Linked DNA regions of Xenopus tropicalis: region 1 is linked to region 2. The links are chromatin contacts, called in public Hi-C maps. All regions are on one chromosome and are shown on one strand. Each heading gives the region's core, a stretch centred on a gene start, on an enhancer-like site or on the middle of the called end of the contact. The rest is flanking DNA. Distances are from core to core; before and after follow the strand shown.

Region 1 (5,636 bases), core at 651-3,150, 370 kb after region 2:
TCAAACCACTGTGCAAGGGAACTGGAGTACCATACAGTGAGTTCTTCTCCTGGCTGCACGTCCCTCAGAGTCCTATAATATATCTGTGGGACATAAGCATGGTAAGGCAGACGCATTAGACTGCAGCTTTACATATGGACACTCGGACAGGAAAACAAATAGATGGATTGACATATATATATAGAGAGAGATTTGGCGATAATTATAATGAAGATATGCTAAATGACTGACAGGTGATAAATACAGGACGAACGATTGCATATAAAAGAAAGACAGAAAGAAGGAGAAGTGAATGACATTGATAGACAAACAGGTTTTCCAAATAAAGAAACAAGATAGTTGTACCTGGCCTCCTGGTAAATCAGATATAGCTTCCAGAATCTGTTCCTGATTGTTTCTGGCTGCTCTGATTAAGCCCATCCATTCTGTGGCGGGACCTCCAGCCTCATCAAGCAGGTCCCCTCTCACAAAACGCACCTAAAAGCCAATAGATTGCTCAATTGTCACTCAGTATAGGAGTAATCGTTAAAAATAGAGGGTTATGTGTGTACGTTTGTGTGTGTGTAAAAAAATCGATGAAAGTTTTTTTTGTTTATTTTTTTCAATACAGCGCAATAAACTATTGAATATTTAACCACTACTGTCCAGTTTTATCAGCGTGACTTCAATCATTACCACATCCCAAAGGGACCATATAGTAAAGGAGCATATTAAGGCTTAAATAGTTGAATGGGCATGTAATAAAAGTCACTTTAACAATGCAGACTAATGTGAGAACCCAATGGAGCCAGATGATGAGAAATAAATTTGAGAAGTCTGGCAGAGCGTTCAAAAACAATTAAAAGACATTAAAAATCGGAGCGGAACGTGTGACAAAAGCCATTGATTTTTCCAGCCCCCCTTGTGTGCTCTGCTCATTATTTACTGATAACGCTTCTGTTTTTGCCATTAGTTATTCATATACCAGTGCACTGCACTTGTTTTCACTATATTACCCTCAGTCACTAAATTATTTGTAGATAACGACAGAAATAAAAAAAAGTACTTATATGTCCAGGACATTGGCAATTAAAGTAATAAATACATATTATCCGACAATGCATTAAATAAATCAAAACGAAAAGCATTTGAAAAAACAATTCATAATATGGCAGAAAAAGGCTATAATTAAGGTTCCCTACCAGAACTCACTGATATATTACTATTGGAAAATTCGTTCATACAAATATTAGTCACCATAAATGCGTTATAAGTGTACAGTTAAAGAACAAATTTACCAAAATGAGTTCGATATTTCCCTATAACGCAAGGATAAGTTCTTAGAGCCAAAACAAAATATAAACAGTATGCTGAATATATATATATATGTTCATATATATCTATAAATATATATATCTATATATATACACTACAAAAAAAAGACCAGCATCACATTTCTTGTGAAAAACCAAAACATGTATTTAAAACAGCATGAACACCTATATATATGCAAAATATATAACTATATATATATATATATATATATCCCTTCCTCGTTTACTATTTGATGTGCTGCAGCAGCCAAATACACTACCCCTGTACATCTTTTAGGATAAGCAATAGCCATTGCAAATGTCAAATACCTTTTTCTTGGGTCCAGGTTCCCTGCGATCTGACAAGTACTTCCCTAGTTTGAAGATGCCCATGATGGGACCAAGTCGCAGGCCGGCAGGGATGCAGTTGTCGGCGTAGATGCTGACGGCCAGAGCCCTGTTGCAATGCATGCTGGCAGCAGGACCCCCAGTAGTTGGCAGTGACAGAGGCAGAGAGAGGGGAGGACAGCACTCAGGCGTATCTCCGCCTGCACAGTGACGCTGCTTTGCACTCTCCCTGGCTTTTCTATGGGCTCGGGAGGGGATGCTCTAGGGCTCCCACTTTGGTGAGAGAGTTTGCTTCTCCAGCAGCTGCACAATCTCAGCCAAGAGGGTCACATGGAGACTTTCCCTAAGCCTCCTGCATAATCAACTCCCATGAATGGTAACCAGACAATGGTCCAGGCGACCTTCTCATTCCTAAAAATCCAATTTGTCAAGGGCAAAGAAAAGACTCTGGTGAATCAAAGGTCTAGGGGGACCATTAATCCTCAGCATGGGGTATTGTCCCCTAGACAGTTACGATATTTTAAGTGACAAATCCACTGTATAATTTCTCCATAAATTTTACTTCTCCTTATTGTTTCCCAGACAAACCAGTTTTACAAAATAAGTGACTTCTTTAGGTCTACTCGGCTGATTCTTTTGAGGTTTAATATACTTCAAAGATTTTTAATTCTCTTCCCCTTGGCTTTATTGCAAAAGGCTGTTTAACAAAGGGACCAGGAATGTTTGAGGACTTGTTAACTCCTATTGATTCCTGGCGTGTGCCAAACAAAACTCAGGCAGGTACTTGATGGGAAAAAACCCCACCAGCACCTACAACTCCTTCTACAGCCACTATTGCATGGGGCTTCTTATGTCCCTTATGTCGAAGTTTAGATCACATATTTGGTACAGAAAGTAGCATTTCCTTAAAATTAACTAACGGTTCTCTGAGAAAAAATCGACATATTTTATTCCATCTACATTTGACTTTGCAAAGGGGCAAAAATATTTGACAATATTTTAATATGCCTAAGTATTTTAACAATTTATTAGACCAATTTATTCTAACTTGACATACATGTATATATATATATTAGAATGAATGCGCACTTAATTACATGAGCATTTATTCTCACAGCATGTGCACTTTACATACATGCTAGAATAATTATGTACTGACTACGTTCAAGCATACATATATTTATCCATTCATGTAAACCTATTCCTATACATGTAAGCATACCGTTACGTTAATTTCTATTCAAATAGGTAATCATGCTACCATATTTACCAATAGATCCACAAACAGGTACATGGCACAGTTCATAGATGGACACCCAGACATGCACTGAACACCGAAAATAATCTGAACACCAATTACACTACCCCTGTACACCTTTTGGGATCAGCAAAGTAAACATTTGCGAGCGTCACTCCTTTGAATTTTGGACACATTTAGATTGATTTGTCCAACAAATAAACGTTTGATACTGCATTTTTCTTGTATTACTAGAGCGTTACTAGGTGCAGTGTTTTTGATTCTGAAATAATGCTGTCATGTTCTTCTGGTATATCTAATGCATGGAGTTTGATTTATACCGACCCCCTAAAAACCTTGCAATTTAGAATCTTTCCTGCAACTTATATGAGATGATAGATAGATATATAGATAGATAGATAGATAGATAGATAGATGATAGATAGATAAGATAGATGATAGATAGATAGATAGATAATAGATAGATAATAGATAGATAATAGATAGATAGATAGATAGATAGATAGATAGATAGATAGATAGATAGATAGATAGATGATAGATAGATAGATAGATAGATAGATAGATAGATAGATAGATAGATGATAGATAGATAGATAGATAGATAGATAGATGATAGATAGATAGATAGATAGATAGATAGATAGATAGATGATAGATTTTGTTTCTCTATTGACAGTTGTCTGTTAGGATAATTTCGAGCATAATTCTATTTATTTATGTTTTCTAATTTTCCTAACATTTTGCAGCAACCTATAGATCCCCAGCAAACAAGCTTACAAGTTACAATTTAGGCTGGAGAAACCTGTCCAGTATGTTAAACCCTTCTGTGTTATACCCTGTTGGATAGAGCATATTTGTGTCTCTGTATCTGGGTTGACATGAACAAATATACTCCTACCCAGTCGGAAGAGGACTAGGTGGTTCAGAAAACATCAGGAAAGCATCACCCTGCACTAGATAATGGGACTGTGGCTGAGACGCTTCTATGAAATCTAGGCTCCACCAAGCTGGTTAAAAAAACGAATTAATCCCTTTGATCGTCCCCATGAATGGTAGGTAATGAAAAAGGGGGCAATAAATTGAAGCCCTTAACATGCCCCTGTAACCTCTGGCCTGTCCATTCTTAGCTGGCACTGTAAGGTAAAGGTGCCCCTACTGCTCAGTTTGGGGACTCTCCAAAAGGCGTGAACGACACGCGAACAATTTTCTCAATAGGACAAAGTAAAGACTGACTGTGAGCAAAGTTATTTATTAATATGGGCAATTGTGGCTGGTTCCCATCCAAGCAAGAAAAGAAAAGCCCCTGCTCTGAGACCATTCACACCAGCTACCCCATTTTTATTATTCTGTCCTGTGACTTAGGAGTTAACGTTCCCCTAGTGAAATAAATTGGCCACAAAAGGAAAGAGAACACATTTTTCTTTTTATTTTTCCTTCCTTTAAAGGCAAAGGGTGAAACCAATCTAATGTGCCCAGTGGAGCAAGATGCAGCATGAAAGGCTGGGTGTTAAAAGTAAGAGCAGTGTTTGGAGCAAATGGGATGGAAAATTAAATGAAATTAAATAGCTTGAACGGCCGCATTGTCCCTTATTAAAAAGACACATTAATGACATGGTTTCAGCTTTATTTGTGGACAATGTTTGGGCTCAATCAAAACGTTCCACTAGCGGGTTTATAGACTCCAGCTTGGCTTTCTGGAGCCTCGTTAACAGAAAGAAACTTGTGCATAAAGATAACTTTGATAGAGGGGTTTTATTGACTGCAGTCTGAGCCATGCCCACCACCACTGAACTGGTTATGCCCCTAGGTAAGAGCTTGGCACAGGTTGTATTCTAATATAACCAAGAAACAGGCATCTTGAGAGGCGCAATGCCAAACAGCACAGTCATGGGGAGTTGGACTGCTAGTGCATGTAAAGAAGGTCAAAAGTAAATATTTATAGGGCTGTTTGTGTACAGATCGAAAGATAGACAATGAGATAGATGATACAGACGGATACATATGAGTGAAAGGAATGTAGTAGGTGCTAGACAGACAAGGTATTAAGATCGGTGGTGAAAAGTAACTACTTGTGGAGCGTTTTTATGTAGAGTTAGGATATTAGACAGATGGAGTGAGAAAGAGAATGAAATGGATAAGGGGAGAGAGGGAGAAAGAGAGTCAAACAGGGTTTGCAACATCAGGGGTAAAAAAGTAACATCTGCCCTTGCAAAATATTCCAGATAGATCGATACAAAGATAATAGATACGATAAAGGAAGATGATAGATATAGATATTATTATTACAGACAATAGATATTATTTCTCCAAGTAGTTTAGAAGGGATCATTTACAGCAGACAAACTCAGCAAAATAGCAAGTTACAGCAAATAGGACCTTTACAAAAACGTAACAACATATTAGTCGGAGCCAGATAAAGTCTGGAGAGCAAGAGGGTCAAGGGCCATAGTCATCAGAACCAAAATAGTGGATTTGTGTGGCCCTCACTGGGCACTGAATCATATTTTGCTAATAGCCCGTGGGTGAATTGTAGGCTTATTTCAGCTGGTGTGTGTATGTGATTGTTAGGGCCTGGGGGGTACTATGTATGTGGGCAGGGGGCACAGCGGTGTACAGCTTCTTTCTATAGCAGCCGCATCCCGACCAACTGGGCAGAGCATGCACGATGCAGGTGGGATAGAGTTGCCAATAGGGATTCCCTGGGAATGCCAGCAGCTGACATGGCTGCCCTCTCT
Region 2 (6,493 bases), core at 1,562-4,061:
AATAACTCTCCCAGACTAATTAAGTCTAGGCGCACATGAGTTGCGGATAACATCCATTCATCATTTACTATCCTTCAGATCTCTGCAACCTCTGCCGCATATACATCAGCCCTGCCCTTACCTGCCCGCTACCTGCCTGCCTCACATCATGTGACTCCCTGCTTCCCCAGTGGGTTACTGCATATTATCCAAATTACTTATAAATATCCACATCAAATTAACAAATTTAACATGACATTATACATATATATATATATAAAATCTTACAAGCTAACGAATGAGACGAACATCTCCCCAAAAAAAGGCAACAGGATTAATTATTATGGTCCCTGTCGCGTTACCAAGTTAAAGAATTTGGAAATAAGCAAAATAGTCATTAAAAAAAATAAGTTACAATTTTTGCACGTCATTTGTATAATTTACTGACTAATGTTGCTTATCTTGGAAAATATTAATTATATATAATGGGGTTAATATGATATGGCTAATATTTTAACTGCATTTTCTAGTGCGGCTCAGGATCTCCCTGTTTTGACAAAAATTACCTAATCACTACAGGTACTCCATAAAAATGAAATTTGTCTTGGTTTGTTAATACTCAGCTAGAACACACGGAACCGTTTAGAATGAGATTGGAGAGAAATGAATAACCGGCACTGGATTTTGGGTGCTCAGTGGGATGAAGTCCCTGTGGGGAGCATGTCCCATACAGACGGTAGGAATATTACAGGCTCTTATGCTGAGACATGTGCCAGGGCCCAGTGGAAGTGTGGGCGCTATACTCGGCGCAGGGAGATGGGCCCATACAGTGAGCTTTAGCAAGCTTCGCAGGGCTCTCCTCCCCATACTTCCAGTAGGAATAAAAAGTCAATGGCTGTGCTTAAAGCATTTATAGCTGCAGAGCAGTATTTGTGGCGAGCAATATTTCAGTTGGAATAGTAGGGAAGCCCAGAGCATGCTGGTATGCAGGATGGCCGTGTGCTTAAAAACGCCCGGACTTTATTTAGGCAGGTCTGATGGTCACATTTGGGGGGCACCTCACTGGATTTCGGGGATCGCTTTTAGGTCATTTATAGAAACTTGTATCCAGTCAAATTCAGTTGCGTCAAAGATGCAGCCTGCGCTTTAACTCTACCTGCAAACATCAGCACCATTGTTCTTTATTCTAACAGATATTGATGGCGGTACTGTAGGTAGATGACTGATGTATAGAGAGGGTGCACACCATAAATGAAGATGCTTAGAGAGGGAGAGATACAAACTTCTAGGTGATAAACCTTTCGGTTGACCAGTGATTAGCTCTAAAAACTCTCATTTGGGTGGTTTATAGAATGGGGACACGCAGTATAGAGCTGGAAAGGGCTAATTATCCACCAGGGTCCGCCCAATCATCTCTGGGTGGCCCAGTATATCTTCCCGGGTGATTAAATTAGGGAATATTTCCCTTATAAGGAGATAATTCCCAGCCTGGTTTCCTAGTCTATCTGCGGGAGCACAGACTGAGCGATAACTCACAGGCAGATGTATATCTGCGTCCCTATGTATAGGGCTGCTGGGCACCGACTGACAGACAAATGTGACACAGCTGCTGCCGAACCTCTTATCCAACGAACACAAGTAACACAGAGCGTTGATTACTGGCACATTTTACAGAAATACTGACAGATATAACAAGGACTATAAGATCCAGTCTTCTCCGGCCGAACCCCACATATATAGTGACCAAAAGGATGTTTGGAACATTGGTTTGCAACTCCGAATATGTGGAGCTGATGGTGGGGAGTGAAGTTGAGAACCAATTTACTACTGTTTAGATGTTACTGGAAGTCTTATAATAAATTAACTGATCTGTGCAAATCTGATTGCCAAAGACGCGCCCGCCCCCCCACTTCCCATTGCAAAGTGATTGTTGCACAGTACTTACCACTTTGCAGAGGGCTGGGACCCACATAGTAAGTAGCCACATGCCTTCATAGCTACCAGCCTTTTCTCTAACTCTGACATCTGTGCAAACCCCACCTGATTCCAGATCTGCCGCTATGCATGCAGGCAAACGGAGGGGGGCACAGCCAAATTATAGGCTGCTCTATGTGTTCACCTGCTGGTAATTTAGACCGCTCCTTAGTATATCTGGCGCAATGTGCGAAATGCAGAGCTTTGCTTTTAAGACACAAACATAATCTAGTTATTCCGATATCACCATGAGAATAAATACTTTAAGGAAATACAAACAGCAGATAGTAAAAACAAAAACATAGAAAGAGCAAGAGAAATCCGTAGACTTGTGTGTGTGAAATATTAATTTTATACAAATAATTTATGAATTTTTACAAAGAATTAACAGTCTTTCTTCTGTCTGACTTTTCTTTCATAGAATCTAATACCATTACCCATTTGTATGCCAGGTCTGCCAATGTGTGAGCCAGACAGGATCAGTGTGTCAGTAGGGCAGGAGAACTGTGTGTGAACTATCAGTGTCCATTTTCCACTTAATACCGAACCAGCCCAGTACCAACTAACTGCCAGTAAAGCGTGGAACTAGCTGCCCCCCTACCTGGGCACCTGTACTGAGTGCCACCCCCCCCCCCCATCTCTGGCAGCTACTGTCGCGCCCCCAGGAAATATTCCAGCTCAGGTGTAGCACCCAGGGAGCGGGGCGGCTGCCTCGGGCATTATTCTAGTGCCAGTTCCTGAGTCAGGAACAGGTCAGCCAATGGGTGGGCGTGGAGAGCCATGAGCTGCCCAATTGCGCTCAGCATGGCGAATGACTGGCAGTAAGGGAGGGTAAGGGGGAGCAGGGGCGGGAATGAAGTTGCAATGAGTGAGGCTGGAAGGAGAAGTTAATGGGCGCTCTCTGCGGACAATTGGCCCCTGTGAGCAAACAGCCGCCCGCTCCTGCCTGGTGCCTACAGGGACACCGTACAACCCGGAGGGACTCGGAGAGGTGAGTGGCTCCTTATTCTTTAATTACACACATATAAGCTGGGGCTGCAGTGGGTGATGCTCTCCGACCCGGGGCTACTGGGGGGACTGGGCTTCTCATGTCCTGGGCCTGCTTGGCATGTTGGCATTAGACAGCAGCACCTTGTAGCTTCGGTGTTATATGGTGTGTGTTGGCCCCAAATCTGCAAATCTGTCTCTCCTTCAATTCTCCTCTGTAAAAAAGGAGCAGATATCTGTGCTACTCAAAATCTGCCTGCGATATATTTCTGTCGCACAACAGGTTTCTGCACACAAGGCTTTAGTAATGTGGCAGTAGTTCCAGTCGCTCAATTCGTGAGCTAGATCTTTTTTTTTTGTTTGCTTAAAACTGTTTTATTGTGGATTAGCCAGGAGTGTGTATGTCAGAGGTGAGTGGCTTTAACGAAATGTTATAATAATTAAATACTTCAAACAACTAATAACCAGGTAAGCGACTTGATTTGATGTTTGGTAGTTTTTTAAAAAAAAATAAACTGAATTATAATTATATAGAATGACAAAGACATTCATATTGTATAATATACACTGTGTATGTATATCTTTCTGTGTATCTATCTACTGGTGTATCTATCTATTATCTATCTATCTATCTCTCTATCTGCCTATCATATATCTGTCTATCTACCTATCTCTCTATCTGCCTATCATATATCTATCTATCTATCTATCTATCTATCTATCTATCTATCTATCATCTCTCTCTCTCTCTATCTGCCTATCATATATCTGTCTATCTATCTATCTATCTATCTATCTATCTATCTATCTATCTATCTATCTATCTCTCTATCTGCCTATCATATATCTGTCTATCTATCAAGAGTGAATTGTAAATCATACAAACATATTCATATAGAGACAAACTCCCCCAAATAATTCCCTGGCACTGTGGCTTTGTTTCTTTGCCAGGAAGCCCCGCTGCAATAAGGCCCGGGGGTCTGACTGAGGGGTAACTATGCCACTGCGAGACGGACACAAGTGGACTTTGTGACCTGCTGAGACAGGAAATCGTGCAAAGATCACATTTTTGCAGCAATGTATGGATACCAATTTATTTTGGAAAACAATTAATGCTCATATATGTATTACTCGACCTCTTAAAGAAGTGGTTCTACTATTTTCGATAACGCCAAGCTGAAGAAAAATCCTGCTTTGAAATCGTTTTTTATTTGTTGATGAGTCTGTGGGTTCCCGTTTGGAAAAACAAGGGATTAACAAAAAGCCATGAAAGAAAAATCTAAAAATGCAGCCCGGACTAGACGGGAGAAGGAGAACAGCGAATTTTATGAACTGGCTAAATTATTACCCTTGCCCTCTGCTATCACCTCCCAGCTGGACAAAGCCTCCATCATACGCCTGACTACCAGCTATTTAAAGATGAGAGTGGTCTTTCCTGAAGGTAGGTCCTTTTTGCACTTTGTTTACCTTCCTTTCAGCCACAACTGATTTGTTAAACCTTGTGCAAATGTCTCTAGATTCCTCTGAGCTTGACTAAGAATTAAACCTTTGTCCCACACACTCACCCCACACACTGTAAGCTCCCCGGATCACTGTTAGGGGTACAGCCCCCCAATGCCTTTGTCTGGATCGCCAAGATTTTGCTTAAACAAACACCACCCTCTTTGTACAAACAAACTGTAGCTGCCTTCATCTGAGTCTTATTGAAGAGCCTTGCACATCCTCTATTGTCCACACTACACATTTTAGGATTCGGGGATTTTCCTGAGGCTTTTAATCATGATATATATATATTATATGTATTAAAAAGTGCACGGTCTTCATAAACAAATTTAACAAATTACATTTGTTACAAAGTTCTGCTGTTAAAAATGCATTACCAAAACACCAGAACTATATCACAAATGTTTTGTTATAGCCCAACGAAAAATGCTTGATTTCTCAAAGAATCCAAATTTCTGTCGATTAATATCACTTTGGAATTTCTCCCGGACAGGAACCAGAAAGAGCGGCGATTTAATGAGCAAGGCAATATAAACTTCCCAGACAGAAGTCTTGGTGGGTTGAGTAAGGAAGATGTGCTGACTTTGTGGGTGATTAGGACACCAATTCAGGGGATAACATGAGGGATCTGGGTTGTTCTTCATCCTGTCAGTGCTTAGTTGATAAAAATAAAGCTATTGGAAACGGCAAAGACAGCGATGCTCCTAAAAGGATTATTAGCAATGATTTGCCAACTCTCCCAGTCTCAGTAGGCTGCCTGTCTGCGTGATTTCCAGCAGCTCTCGTCAATTATCGGTGCCTATGTAGCTGCTGCTTGATCAGGGGAAGCATATGGTGCTGCTGGGAAGGCTGGGAGTAATGAGGGGAGCCACTAACTGGGCCTAGGTGGGAGGAAGAATGACTGAGTGCACCTGGGAACTGAATGGCACAGATCCTGCAAGCCAACAAACACGCTCATATTCCAAGAGCAGCCATCGTACAGTAAGGTGCTTTATCTGCTAGGGCTAGGCTGCTTCTTATACCAACCTGGTGCCAACACCTCAACATGCCTTATACTGAAACTACCCATTGTGGGGAGGGGGGGTTGGGGTACAAGGAAGCATTACCTCTAACACTCATATACACCTATTACACTTTCCCTCATCACAATTCCATATTCACACAGTTTCATATACACAATTCAAAGTCTGAGAAGTTGCAATTGTACATATTGTATTAATATTTATATTTTATAAGAAAAAAGTATTCATGTTCATCAATTAATTTTTCTTAAAAACCTCTTTAATCCAAAATACATAATTCTAGGTAAGCTATAGAAAATACAGTTTAATTATTTTACCCAATACAACACAATGCAAACTGTAGCACTGTAACAATATTGTGAAATCGTTTTTTGTGTATCAAGTATTATCTGTATTTAGACACTCTGGCGATTAAATTCCGCCTGGATAAATCACAGCCGGAAAAATAGCATGTCCACACCGAGTTTAATTTTTACTTAGGGTGTGAACTAGATATGTTAACGGTTCTTTTTTTAATAAATATTTAATTCACATTCGATCTAAGATTACTTGACCATTATACAAAATTGTAAGGTAACTTCAAGGTTCCATATGATTAGGAAATGAACACCATATTTATTAAGAAATACCTTTTCTTTTACATGTCCATGGTAGCTGTAATTGTCTGTGGTAAAAATAACTTATTAGCATTTATTAGTCGCTTTAACTGCAAATTACAAATATATTTTGTAGCATTATTAACAAATACAATCTAATTAAATAAAAACAGTAGATACTTCTTGTGTGATTTTCTTGTGATATGGAAACGAAATTTGTTTAATTTAGTATATAAGATAACACACAGGACTGTTTTTTTTCATTATGTTAATAACCTTAAATATGAAAAATATCAAATACCCCGGGAAATACGAACCTATTTATATAAAAATAAATACGGTGGAAATAAAAATGCAATGTAGATAGATAGACACACCAATATTGAATGCGGGTCTCGCACTGTGGTTGGCTCCCTTGTTCTTTACACGAAA

What was found. Hi-C and Micro-C count contacts between places; a contact is called where the count stands out from the background.
Region 1: a contact with region 2 is called in a Hi-C map of neurula embryo, with 2.9 times the contacts expected there. The contact joins the promoter of prdm13 here to the promoter of sim1 in region 2. A contact is called at or near these places in 3 of 5 Hi-C or Micro-C datasets (brain, neurula embryo and tailbud embryo).

What each region holds. Positions count from the first base shown.
Region 1 is chr5:81,994,929-82,000,564 of UCB_Xtro_10.0, forward strand. prdm13 (PR domain zinc finger protein 13) reads right to left here and starts at 1,901. Exons shown (of 4, transcript XM_002932160.5): 1 at 1,623-1,901; 2 at 346-477; 3 at 1-83. The coding sequence starts at 1,763.
Region 2 is chr5:81,623,081-81,629,573 of UCB_Xtro_10.0, forward strand. It overlaps sim1 (single-minded homolog 1), which reads left to right and starts at 2,812. Exons shown (of 12, transcript XM_004914545.4): 1 at 2,812-2,944; 2 at 3,892-4,381. The coding sequence starts at 4,207.